Linked DNA regions of Rattus norvegicus: region 1 is linked to region 2. A link is a contact called in public Hi-C data. All regions are on one chromosome and are shown on one strand. The core of a region is the stretch at or near the end of the contact, and the rest is flanking DNA. Distances in the headings are between cores, read along the strand shown.

Region 1 (5,736 bases), core at 601-3,100, 580 kb after region 2:
TGTAACTATGCTTTCAAAAGACCACTCCACCCTTTTAAAGGCCAGCTGCTTCAGAACAGTGGGGAACATGGTAAGACCAGTGGATTCCATGACTGTGGGTCCACTGTTGCACTTCTCTGGCTGTAAGTGAAACAAAGAATTGTCCTTGCTTTGGGGTACTAATTTTAAACACATAGATTACCCTGCTTTGATCTCCCAAGCACTGGATTAACAGCGTGCACTACCACACTGGCGATTTTATTGTTTTATATCTGGAAAATGGAGAGTGTTGATATCATCTCAATGAACAAGGCCTTGGAGATGAAATAAAGGAGCCTTGCAGTGCTGTCAGGGAGGCAGAGCCTGAGTGTGAGGTACTGCATACTGTGCATACAGAAGAAGTCCATCATCAGCCACAGTCCTTGGCTCTCTTAGAGGACATTTCCCCACACTCCCAAGTCTAGCTTTGGTCATCAGAACTCTTCCTTCGACCTGGTCCCAAACCCTGCTGATGATCCCACCTGCTTCCAACCAACTGCTGCAGAATAAGTACTGAGATGCTAGGTCAGGGCCTCCTGCTGGGAAGGCACCTGCTCTGCTCTGATGATCAAACAGGGATTCTCCTAACTTGCTTCACTACACTTCCTTCCCAGAGGCTGCCACAGCCAGTTGCACTATGCTTGGCTTTAATTTCAAGTGCTGATTTGGGGCTTCCATGCCTTGGGGAGATCAGACTCTAGCTAGAATTCAGTGTATAAGCCTAGCAAGGTAGGATCCTTAGGAAATGTGTAGGTCTCAAGGAGGAGAAAAGAGCTTCCTGGAGGGCAGATAAAGCCACTGAGGACTAAGCTAAACATGGCTGGTGTGGAGGAGGTCAGTCAAGGCAAGCAGGCAACAGCCAGTCAATGATGAGGGCAGGAACAACTCTGAAGCTTGAGGAAAGTCTGCTGCTTTATTTGTACTCACTCTACCCCTGTCCTAGGCTTCCTGGTTTAAGAAGAGCATTATACCCAAGCAAACCTAAAACATTACCAACTGTAAGACAACTGTAAGAAAGATTATGACCATTTTATCATCTCTCTCTCTCTCTCTCTCTCTCTCTCTCTCTCTCTCTCTCTCACACACACACACACACACACACACACACACACAAAAACACACACACACACAAAAACACACACACACACACACACTCTTCAAGTAAGACCACCAACAAGTCAACAGTGAAGGACTGAAAATAACACTCACCTTGGAACCCTAGATGCAGTACTAGCCACTACTGATCAGCTGGCACTGGTGAACACTAACCATATAGAACACATGGCTACTTCTCTCAATACTTAACCAATGTACCCTCCGGGTTATCTGGGTTATAACTGGAGATGTGCCTCATAGACTGATGTGTTATAGCTGATATAACACAACAACTATAATCCAAACTACTCTTGAAATGTGCTCTGGGCCTCTCTCAAGAAGTTGTATGGTAGTGCTCACCATGGTTATCTGCATATGAAGTGAACTATACATGTGCAAAATGCAACTAGGAGGCCATATTGTACCAAACCAGACATCTGCAGTAAAAGCATATTCTGTGTGGTGTCATGTCTGAACTATTCAAAGAAAAACAACTCAGTACGCAGCTCATTCAGGTCTCCCACCCCACATATGCCCCAGGTAGCACCCATCATGGGACAACACTGAGTTCTTAAGCTCTAGTTTCTGTTCTCTGCTGGATTCTTTGACCTGGCCCTGGATGGTAGTACTCTTCAATCCCAGCTCAGCTGGTCCAGCTGCCTGCCACTGGAGGGAATGGGCAGCTAGACTCCTCCACCTACCCTCCTGGGAACCTGCCAACACCCTGTACCCTCATCAGCTCTTACATCAAACCCTCTCTGTCCAGAGAAGGCTGTGGTTTCTACTGCCTGACTAGGCTGATTATAGCTGATAGACAAGATATTATCTCCTCACCGTGTGTGAGAGTGTGTGTGAGTGTGTGTGTGTGTGTGTGTGTGTGTGTGTGTGTGTGTGTTTATAGAAGGAACTGATGGTATTTGTCCCAAATCTTTGCAATTTAAGTAAAAATAAATAAATAAAAAGGCACCAATGCAGTAGACTCGTGCCTTCCTATTCCTTCTGTGAGTACAGCTAGAATCACACAGTCAGCAGGCACAAAACCAGAAGATGAATGTGATAAAAGGAATGCTGTCTGACCAAAGGCCTCATGACTCAGCACCAAGTCTCCTTAAACATGTGCTTAGGAGCAGCCACACCAGAGGGCTTGTACACTGGGTTTCTGTTGCTTCTGATTTCAGAATACCACCAGGACCACTGCTTAAACTGTGGGTCAAAACTACATATGGCATGGTACAGTGAAAGGTTTGTAATGATCAAAAATTAATTCAAAATAAAATGCATAATGAACGTAGGACAGCTTGGCAGCACTCAGTCATCACATGGCTGACGTCACTGCAGCTTTGGTTCTGAACACACAGTGTCATCACACCACATACCACCAATGGCGAGTCTGAAACCCCTCAGCTCTTTAGTGCTCTTACAGAAGCATAATGGATTAGTTACAGAAAACAACAGCTTTCAATGTTTTCCTACCAGCATTCCTCAGCATATAAGTAGCAAATCAGTATGTCTTTGGATTGAGTTGTGTTAGAATGTTTGAGTTTAAAAATTGCTGTCTAAGTTGCTGACTTGTATTTCCTGAAACACTGTTAAAAGAAATTTTGGATTAGGGCACAGTCTTCAACAATTTCATAAATGGCCTCAAACATAATTCTGCCATTTTGTCCTGTTTACACTGTTCTCAACACAGTTGATTATAAAACAAAAATATCAAGCAATTAAAAAAAAAACACTACAGATGCTCCGTGTCTTACTATTCAGCCAAAAAGTAATTCCCACTGTAATCCCATAAGTATACTGGGGTGGGGGTGGGGGTGGGGATGTGCACACATGCACGTGTACACGCACACACACAAGTATATGGGTACATGTGTCTGTGCATATAGCTGTAGAGACCAGAAGTCAACCCTCTGTGTCTTCCTGCATCACTCTCCACTTTAGTTTTTGAGCTGGATCTTTCATTGAACCTGGAGCTCATTGACTGGCTAGAAGATCTATCCAGCAAGCCTTCAGGATCCACCTGTCTCCACCTCCCACCAATGGAAGTACAAGAACATGATGTAGTCCATTACACCAGGAGTTTTACATGGGGGCTAGAGATGCAAATTTGGGTCCCCATGTATGCACAGCAAGCTCTTGAACCACTAAGCCATCTCTTTTACTCCAAAACTTTCTTTTGTTTTTAATAAGTGGTAAAATATTTGTGCTCCAAAGAATTGTTTTCAAATGAATTTCTTTATGGTCTATTTTCAGTAAATGTTTTGTTTATATACCTGTCTTACAATCCTGTGTCCCATGAGTTGAAACAGGACCCTTGAAGTGAAGGGTCTCTCTCCTCAATGTGAATGAGATCATGACTGTTTCAACTCATGGGACAAGGCAGAGGCGGCACCACTCGAGTTATGTTAGTTCCTAGACAAACTTGTCATTGAAGGTTACCCCACAGAGACCCTTTCCCAGATCACTCCTCTCCCTGAGCTAGCTCTGCACAACAACTGCTCATGAGTACCTGCACGCCCTCTTTTCTAGCCCTTCCAAGCCCCATGGAAGGCCACAAGAGGCCTTCTTAACTGAGCGCAGCCTTCCAGTTATCCTACTGAGGGTGAAGAACCTGCACATTGCAGCTCTCAGGCATTTGAGTCTTTCCAGCTTAGGCCCAGACTGTGGCCTAATGGTCACCATTATCATAGAACATGAAAGAATGATTCATTCAAAGAAACAAATTTAATGGATGTCACATGTCTTCAAAGTCCAGACAGTGAACTTACTAAACAGATATGCCTCAAACAACTATTTTAGATATGCTCAAAGAATGAAATACCAGCTAGGAGCAACTGTGCTCTACCACCCAACCCCAACAAGCAGAAGAAAGAATTGTGTGAAAACAAAGCTGTAGAAATGAAAGTCACAGCATCTTGGGAGCAAATGGGAAAAAGGCATCGCAAAAGGGAACACAGCCAAGGGGGACAGTGTGATAGCAACACACTTTACAAATGTCCCACAAAGGAAAAATCAAGACGAGGGAAAAGCAGAAAAGCACATGTAAGAAACAATGACTGAAGACTCCCCAAATCTGATGGTAACACCCACAAATGTAAGATACTCAGTAAACTCCAGGGGCGCTGAACTGGAAATCCATGCCCATACACAATGGCAAACTGCTAGAGCTACAACAGAATCCCCAAAGCAGCAAGGTAGAGACATGTCACGTGTAAAGCATCATCAGAAAGACTAACGGTCAGCCCACCTGGAGCTCTGCTTGACAAGAAGGCTGGGAGATAACAAACTTAAATACCAATGATTTTGTATTCAACCAAACTGTAAACCTCATTCAAAACATGAAGAAGAGCCTAGGAAACTCCAAGTAGACAAAATCAGAAGGGGTTTTAAATCTGTGTGACAGCAATGTGTACCAAGAAGTTCTCCTATTAGAGCAAAGAATACCTGACAAGACCTCAGCTCTACATGAGGAAATCAAAATCTTCTGTCAGGTAGACCTGTATGTAGTATTGTGCTTTGGACTTATATACCCACTTGTTTTATTACTTATGATTTTTTAAGACAGGCATAAACAGTTATAAATTTATGCTATTAGGAAACAATGTATAAATGTAATTTGTGACAGTAAGAAAAGTAAGGGCCTAGTTATATTGACTTTGAACCTTTATTATAGCAAAATATAAATTATTTAAAATTTACCATTGCAGCTGTCTTAGGGGTTCACTGCTGTGAACAGACACCATGACCATGGCAAGTCTTATGAAGAACAACATTTAATTGGGGCTGACTTACAGGTTCAGAGGTTCAGACCATTATCATCAAGGTGGGAGCATGGCAACATCTACACAGACACAGTGCAGGAGGAGCTGAAAGTTCTACACCTTCATCTGAAGGCTGCTAGCAGAATACTCATTTCCAGGCAGCTAGAACTAGGGTATTAAAGCCCACACCCACAGTGACACACCAACTCCAACAGGGCCACACCTCCCAATAGTGCCCCTCCCTGGAGCAAGCACATGCAAATCATCACAGCAGCTATTTTTAAGTACATGATTTCGGGAGCCTTAAGAATGTAAAGTGTTGTAGCAGTGGTGGTGCACGCCTTTAATCCCAGCACGTGAAAGGCAGAGGCAGGCAAATCTCTGAGTTTGAGGCCACCCTGGTCTACAGAGCAAGTTCCAGGATTACACAGAGAAATCCTGTCTTGGAAAATAAAAATACATAAAGTGTGTAAAGCTATATCTATTTCTATAATATGTCATCATGTGACACAAACTCTGCATCAATTAACAATAAACCACCTTCTCATCTTCGAGACCCACATTATCTCAGCCTACTTTCTACCTATATGAATTATTAACAGCATATTTTTACAACTTTGAAAGATGTTAAATACAATCCCCAATGTGAATGAAAGAAACTGCCTAAACAATATAAACAAAAATAACTAAAAAGAGAACTGATTCATCCCATCAAAAACAACTCCACAGAGAAGAAATCAGTAACAGAAGAAATGGGGAACAAAAGTCAAAACTCCAAATCAGAGAAAGGAGCAGGAAGCAGAAATCCGTCTCAATCATTATTGTAAATGTAAATGGATCAAATGCTTCAAGGCAGGAACAG
Region 2 (5,165 bases), core at 2,067-4,566:
TTTTAACAGTCCCCGAAGATTTTGAAGCAGGGACATGACACAGATCAGGAATTCTCAAACTGGAGTCCTGAGTTCTTGAGATCAGAACTATTTTTAAACAATGTAAGACAACCCCTGCCTTCTCATTCTTTCATTGATGTCCAGTAGGACTTTCTAGGCACAGTGTGTGTGGATATCATAGCTCTGGAAGCTACAGGTTCCTGCATGAGTGTGTGCATGTTCTTTAAAAGTCTCTCCGGCTAGGTGTGGTAACACATCTGCAATCCTAGCATTTGAGAGGTTGAGGCAGGAGGATTGTAAATTCAAGGCCAGCCTGGACTACGTAAGTATGACTGTCACCAAAATAATTTTTAGAAAGTCTATTTTAGGGCTCATCAAGATAGATCAGCAGGTAAAGGTGACTGCTACCAAGCTGGGTCCCAGGGACCCACATGGCAGAAGGAAAGAACTAACTCCTATAGGCTGTCCTCTGACCTCTATACATACACCACAGTATGTGTGCCCACACACAATAATTTTTTTTTGTTTTTTGTTTTCTTTTTTTTGGAGCTGGGGACTGAACCCAGGGCCTTGCGCTTGCTAGGCAAGCGCTCTACCACTAAGCTAAATCCCCAACCCCACACAATAATTTTTTTAAAAATGTAATTTAAAATTATTTTTTAAAGGTCTTTTGCCAGGTGGTGGTGGCACATGCCTTTAATACCAGCACTCAGGAGGCAGAGACAGGTAGATCTCTGAGTTTGAGGCCAGCCTAGTCTACAGAGTGAGTTCCAGGATAGCCAACGCTACACAGAGAAACCCTGCCTCAGTGACAAAACAAAACAAAACAAAACAAAAAACAAAAACAAAACCAACCAAAACAAAACTTTAAACTAGTTGGAATGAGCCATTCCTGTAATCTCTGAACTTGGGAGCTGCAGGCAGGCAGGAAGATCAAGAGTTCAAGATCAGGGGTTGGGGATTTAGCTCAGTGGTAGAGCGCTTGAAGGCCCTGGGTTTGGTCCCCAGCTCCGAAAAAAAGAAAAAAGAGTTCAAAATTGGCCTCAGCTACATGACCAGCTTGAGGTCAGTCTGGTCTACATGGGACCATTTTCTCAAACAAAAAGGAAAGTGCCATAAATTTTAAGGGTCACTTTAACAATGAGGTAACTGTGGACGGTAAGAATGGACACCAAGTTCTTTGAGGTCCTCAATGTTTCAGAAAGTAAAGGAGTTTGGAGAGCAAAACCTTTTAGGGTCACCAAGGACATAATCACCATTTAGCCCCATGGGGCTAAAGTGAAACAACCCAGGATGAGAGTCCACAGGGCAGCATCATCAGACTATAGAAGCTGTGTGTCCTCTGCCCACTTCTTGAATCCAAGCGAGCTTCTTGGGATGCTGCTCACAAAGGGTCTTCAGAATATGCCAGGTGGAAGCAAGCCCTGGCTTTGTCAACAGCCCTGAGTGGGTGCTCAGGACAGTTTGGCACTAGGAGCCACCATATTGGGACACACTTTTTGTTCTCTTAGCACTGAGTCAAGCGAGCTGAGCATCCTGTTTCTAAAACCTGAAGAGAGGTGAGTACACGGATCACACACCTCTCAGGCGTGATCAATCCCAGCAAGCCTTGCATGCAAATGATGGTTTGTGTTTGCACCAGTCACCACAAGCCTCACATACAGATAAACGTTTGTATTTACACCAATTGCAGCAAGCCTCACATGTAAATGATGGTTTGGGTTTGTGCCAACCACAGCCCACCTCCTTCCCCTCCAATTACAGTCAGGGAGGTTTGTGTTTCGGTCACTCACAGCCTTTATTCTTGCCACCAATCACAGCAGTCTCTCCCTGCAAGACCACTGGAAGAAGTTATTTAGAGTTCACCAAGACTGGTAATAACAAAAATCTTACACTAAAAGAGCCTTGAGTAGGCTACAACTTTCATGAGCTGCAGCAATCAGCTGCAATTGTTGTGTAGTTTCCTCGAGGCATAAGAGTAATCTGTCTGACTATCTGATAGTCCTTTTGCTCAGAGAAGCTAAGGAGAATCTAATAGCTGCTAATTAGGGGGTCAGATTGCCCCTCTTCCCCCCAGTGCCTTTGTTATTTGCAGGAACATGAACGTCAGAGGGGTGTGCTTACAGTAAGAACCTAGAGAATTTATAATTAACAATAAGAGTGATTTTTAACAGTGCCCAACACCATCCCAGCACTCCAGGGTCAGCGGGGTCTCCTCCTCTGTCTCAGGCTTCTCAGAACTATTGCAGCTATCCACCCGGTGACTGGAGGGTTGCCACAGTGTTATTGGGAATCTGTGTTTGAGCATAGAACACCCAAGCAACTAGAAGGCCAGAGAGTGCAGGGAGAAGGTGACTCTTTTCCTTTAATGGCTCCAACACCTCCAGCCCATGGCAGTGACACTGATAGGAGACACCCAAGTCAACCCTCAGACCTAGTCTGGCCAGTGGGCCTAGTAATGTTCATAATGGCCAAGGTATCAAGTCAGGCCCATTGGTGATGAGCTGGCCCATCTCCAGCATCTCTTTAATCAGGAAAACACTTTGGTCTTAACTGACCTGAAGCCTTTGAACACACAGAGCTCTCGTTTTTGTTCTTGTTCATTTGTATGAAACAAGATCTCACTATGTAGCCCTGGCTTGCCAGGAATTCCCTTTGTAGACCAGGCTGGCCTGGAACTCTGCCCTCTAGTTTTTGAATCAGGCTCCTCAGCTCCAGTCTGGGTAATGCTTCCTTAGTGGTGAGATGTTTGTCCCAGGTCTCAGGCCAACCCAGCCTCTGAGCAGCTGTGGCTATAGACACACCACTCACTCTGCTTTCCACCCTGGCTGCCCACGTCAGTCAGGAACTCTAGTGATCCACATTTTGTTCAGGGGAAAAGCTTCCAGGCTGGGGAAAGACTTATGTCTGCTCCCACCCATGAGGCAGGAACAGGATATGGCTGAGCAATTTTAGAGGCAGGGAGAGAAAGCATTCATAGCCCATTATGCAAAAACCACAGGGAAGCTCTGAGGGCACCTACAGAAACCTCCAGCCCAAAAGAAAACACAAAAACACAGGCACAGACACAGACACAGACACACACACACACAGACACAAACACACACACACACACTTACTTCAAAGGATTTTAAAATGTGGCACACACACACAAAAAAAAGACAGAAGAAAAAAAAATACACCCTTTGACCTATAAATTCCATCTCTGGGCACATGGCCGAGGAGAGAATTAAGGCCGTGTGCCAAGGCTTAGCTTGAAGGAATGTCCCTGCAGAGCAGCCTGTAATAACAAAATGCTGGCAACAGTCTAGACTCCAGCGAGGGAGTGGTTACATCTGCTTTGGCTAGAAAGCACAATGGCCTGCTATTCAGCTCTCAAAGGAATGGCAGGGCTGTTTACCCGGGAAGATAAGGATCATTTATTATTGAGCGGAAAAAGAAAGGCAGCTTGCGGAATGAGGACTGTGTGAAGACTGGCACATCAAGATATCACCTGTAAGCCGAAGCTGGAAGCTCCCTCCATGGCCAACAGGAGGGGATTCACTGTGAAGTGACACACAGGGCTTCCGGGAGAACCGCAGGAGTTCAAGATAAGTTCCGATGAGGAACAGTCTCCAGAGTGGAGAGCTATAACAAGCAGAGCCAAGCTTAGCGTGCACGTGTGTGCATGTGCGTGTGTGCGTGTGTGTGTGTGTGTGTGTGTGTGTGTGTGTGTGTGTATGTGTGTGTCCACACCTCTCTGTACACGTAGAGAAATCTTGCAAGGATTCAGTGGGCGGTGCTTATCTTTGGGGGGTGGGAGTCAGGTGCAGGATTCTTTCCACTGTAGACCCATTTTTCCAAGTTCTGTGTTCCGTGTGTCCTCTGTTGCAAACAAAGTCCACATTCAAAACAAAAGACCGGACAGCACAGGCATGCGCAGGAGAGCACCAAACAGAGGGGGTCCATCCACAGAGCGGCTGGGCCCTTGTTTGTTCCCTCCACAAGTACAGCAGGGCACCTGCATCTGTGCTAGTTCTCAAGGCCTCCTCTGTCTAAGTCCCGTGAGTGACCAGGCTTTCCGAAGCGGAAGCAGCCGAGGGAGTACAGGGCTGGGCTCTGCCTCTTTGTCCTCTCTGGCAGCCATGCTAATTTTCTATTAGGCTAGCTGGGCTACTGAGGATCACCCCAGTGACAGGCATCCTCCATCAGGAACAGGGTGATTAGGTGTCACAAAGCTTCCCATTGAACAGAGACCCCCACTGTGTCTCTAGGAGACCCGTGACCTCTTGGCCTCTTCTTTGCCTGAGGAGGGCTGATGGGAGGGGACGGGTCACAAAGGCAGGGGCTTGACAACGCATGGAACCTGAATGGATGCTGCTCAGAGCCGGGGCTGACCCTGGCTGGACCCTGACTTTGACGCAGCAGCCCTCTTCCAGCCTGTTGTTCTTAGTCTGCAGTTGTTCATTCATAGTAGGTGTTTGCTGAATACCTACTATGTGCCAGACACACTCTAGGCTCAAGGCTCTGGTGGTGCATGGAATAGACAGGGCCCCTGTCCTCTGAGCTTGTGTTCTATTAGAAATCACAGATAACAGGCAAATAAAAAGACTGGATGAGAAGGTGGGAGGGGGATGGAAAGAGGCTATTGTTAGCTGAGGAGGCAGTGGAGACTAAGGCTAGAAAGGAGAGGAGAGGCAGAGTTGCTTTCCAAATAGAAGGGACAATAGTATAAAGGCCCCGGGGTATGCCCAGAATGCCCAACTTGGCAAACCACGGAGTCGGAGAAGAGTTAGGGGAAACTGGCCTCATCTCTGTGTGCTGGGATAGTCCTCTTTGAAGGAGGCAGGTTACCTGCATTGACTCAGAGAGGAAAGGGAATGGCCAGTGTCATTCAGTAGGAGGCACCACAGCAGTAAACATCCCCAGACTCCTGGCCATGGGTCTTCATGGCTTTTGCTGAAGGGTAGGGTGACTGGACTCTGAGGATGCCGCAGAGCAGGGAGATGGGTCCTCCATGGGTGTGAGCCCTGGCCTCTAGCTCGAGCTTGCTCTCCTGGTAAGAGGGTGAGCCTCCTGTTCTCCAAGATAGTCCAGCCAAGGTTGGACAGCCAGCTCAGAGGATTCTCGGTGCAGAGTTTGGGGCTCTGGGCTGTACTGGGCTCTCACAGCCCTTAACAGCCAGA

What was found. Hi-C and Micro-C count contacts between places; a contact is called where the count stands out from the background.
Region 1: a Hi-C map of the A7r5 cell line shows a contact between it and region 2, with 4 times the contacts expected there. The contact joins two enhancer-like sites. A contact is called at or near these places in 3 of 12 Hi-C or Micro-C datasets (the A7r5 cell line, hepatocytes and kidney).

What each region holds. Positions count from the first base shown.
Region 1 is chr4:123,524,816-123,530,551 of GRCr8, forward strand. The region is part of intron 4 of Chchd6 (coiled-coil-helix-coiled-coil-helix domain containing 6); the gene reads right to left. Among named protein-coding and RNA genes, the nearest start is that of Chchd6, 54 kb to the right of the region's middle. Within about 2 kb of position 1,851, at least 12 of the 93 cell types and tissues checked have an H3K27ac peak or open chromatin away from gene starts, as enhancers often do. A contact at or near this core is called in the A7r5 cell line, where this site is marked.
Region 2 is chr4:122,942,810-122,947,974 of GRCr8, forward strand. No RefSeq gene overlaps it. Among named protein-coding and RNA genes, the nearest start is that of Tpra1, 24 kb to the left of the region's middle. Within about 2 kb of position 3,317, at least 53 of the 93 cell types and tissues checked have an H3K27ac peak or open chromatin away from gene starts, as enhancers often do. A contact at or near this core is called in the A7r5 cell line, where this site is marked.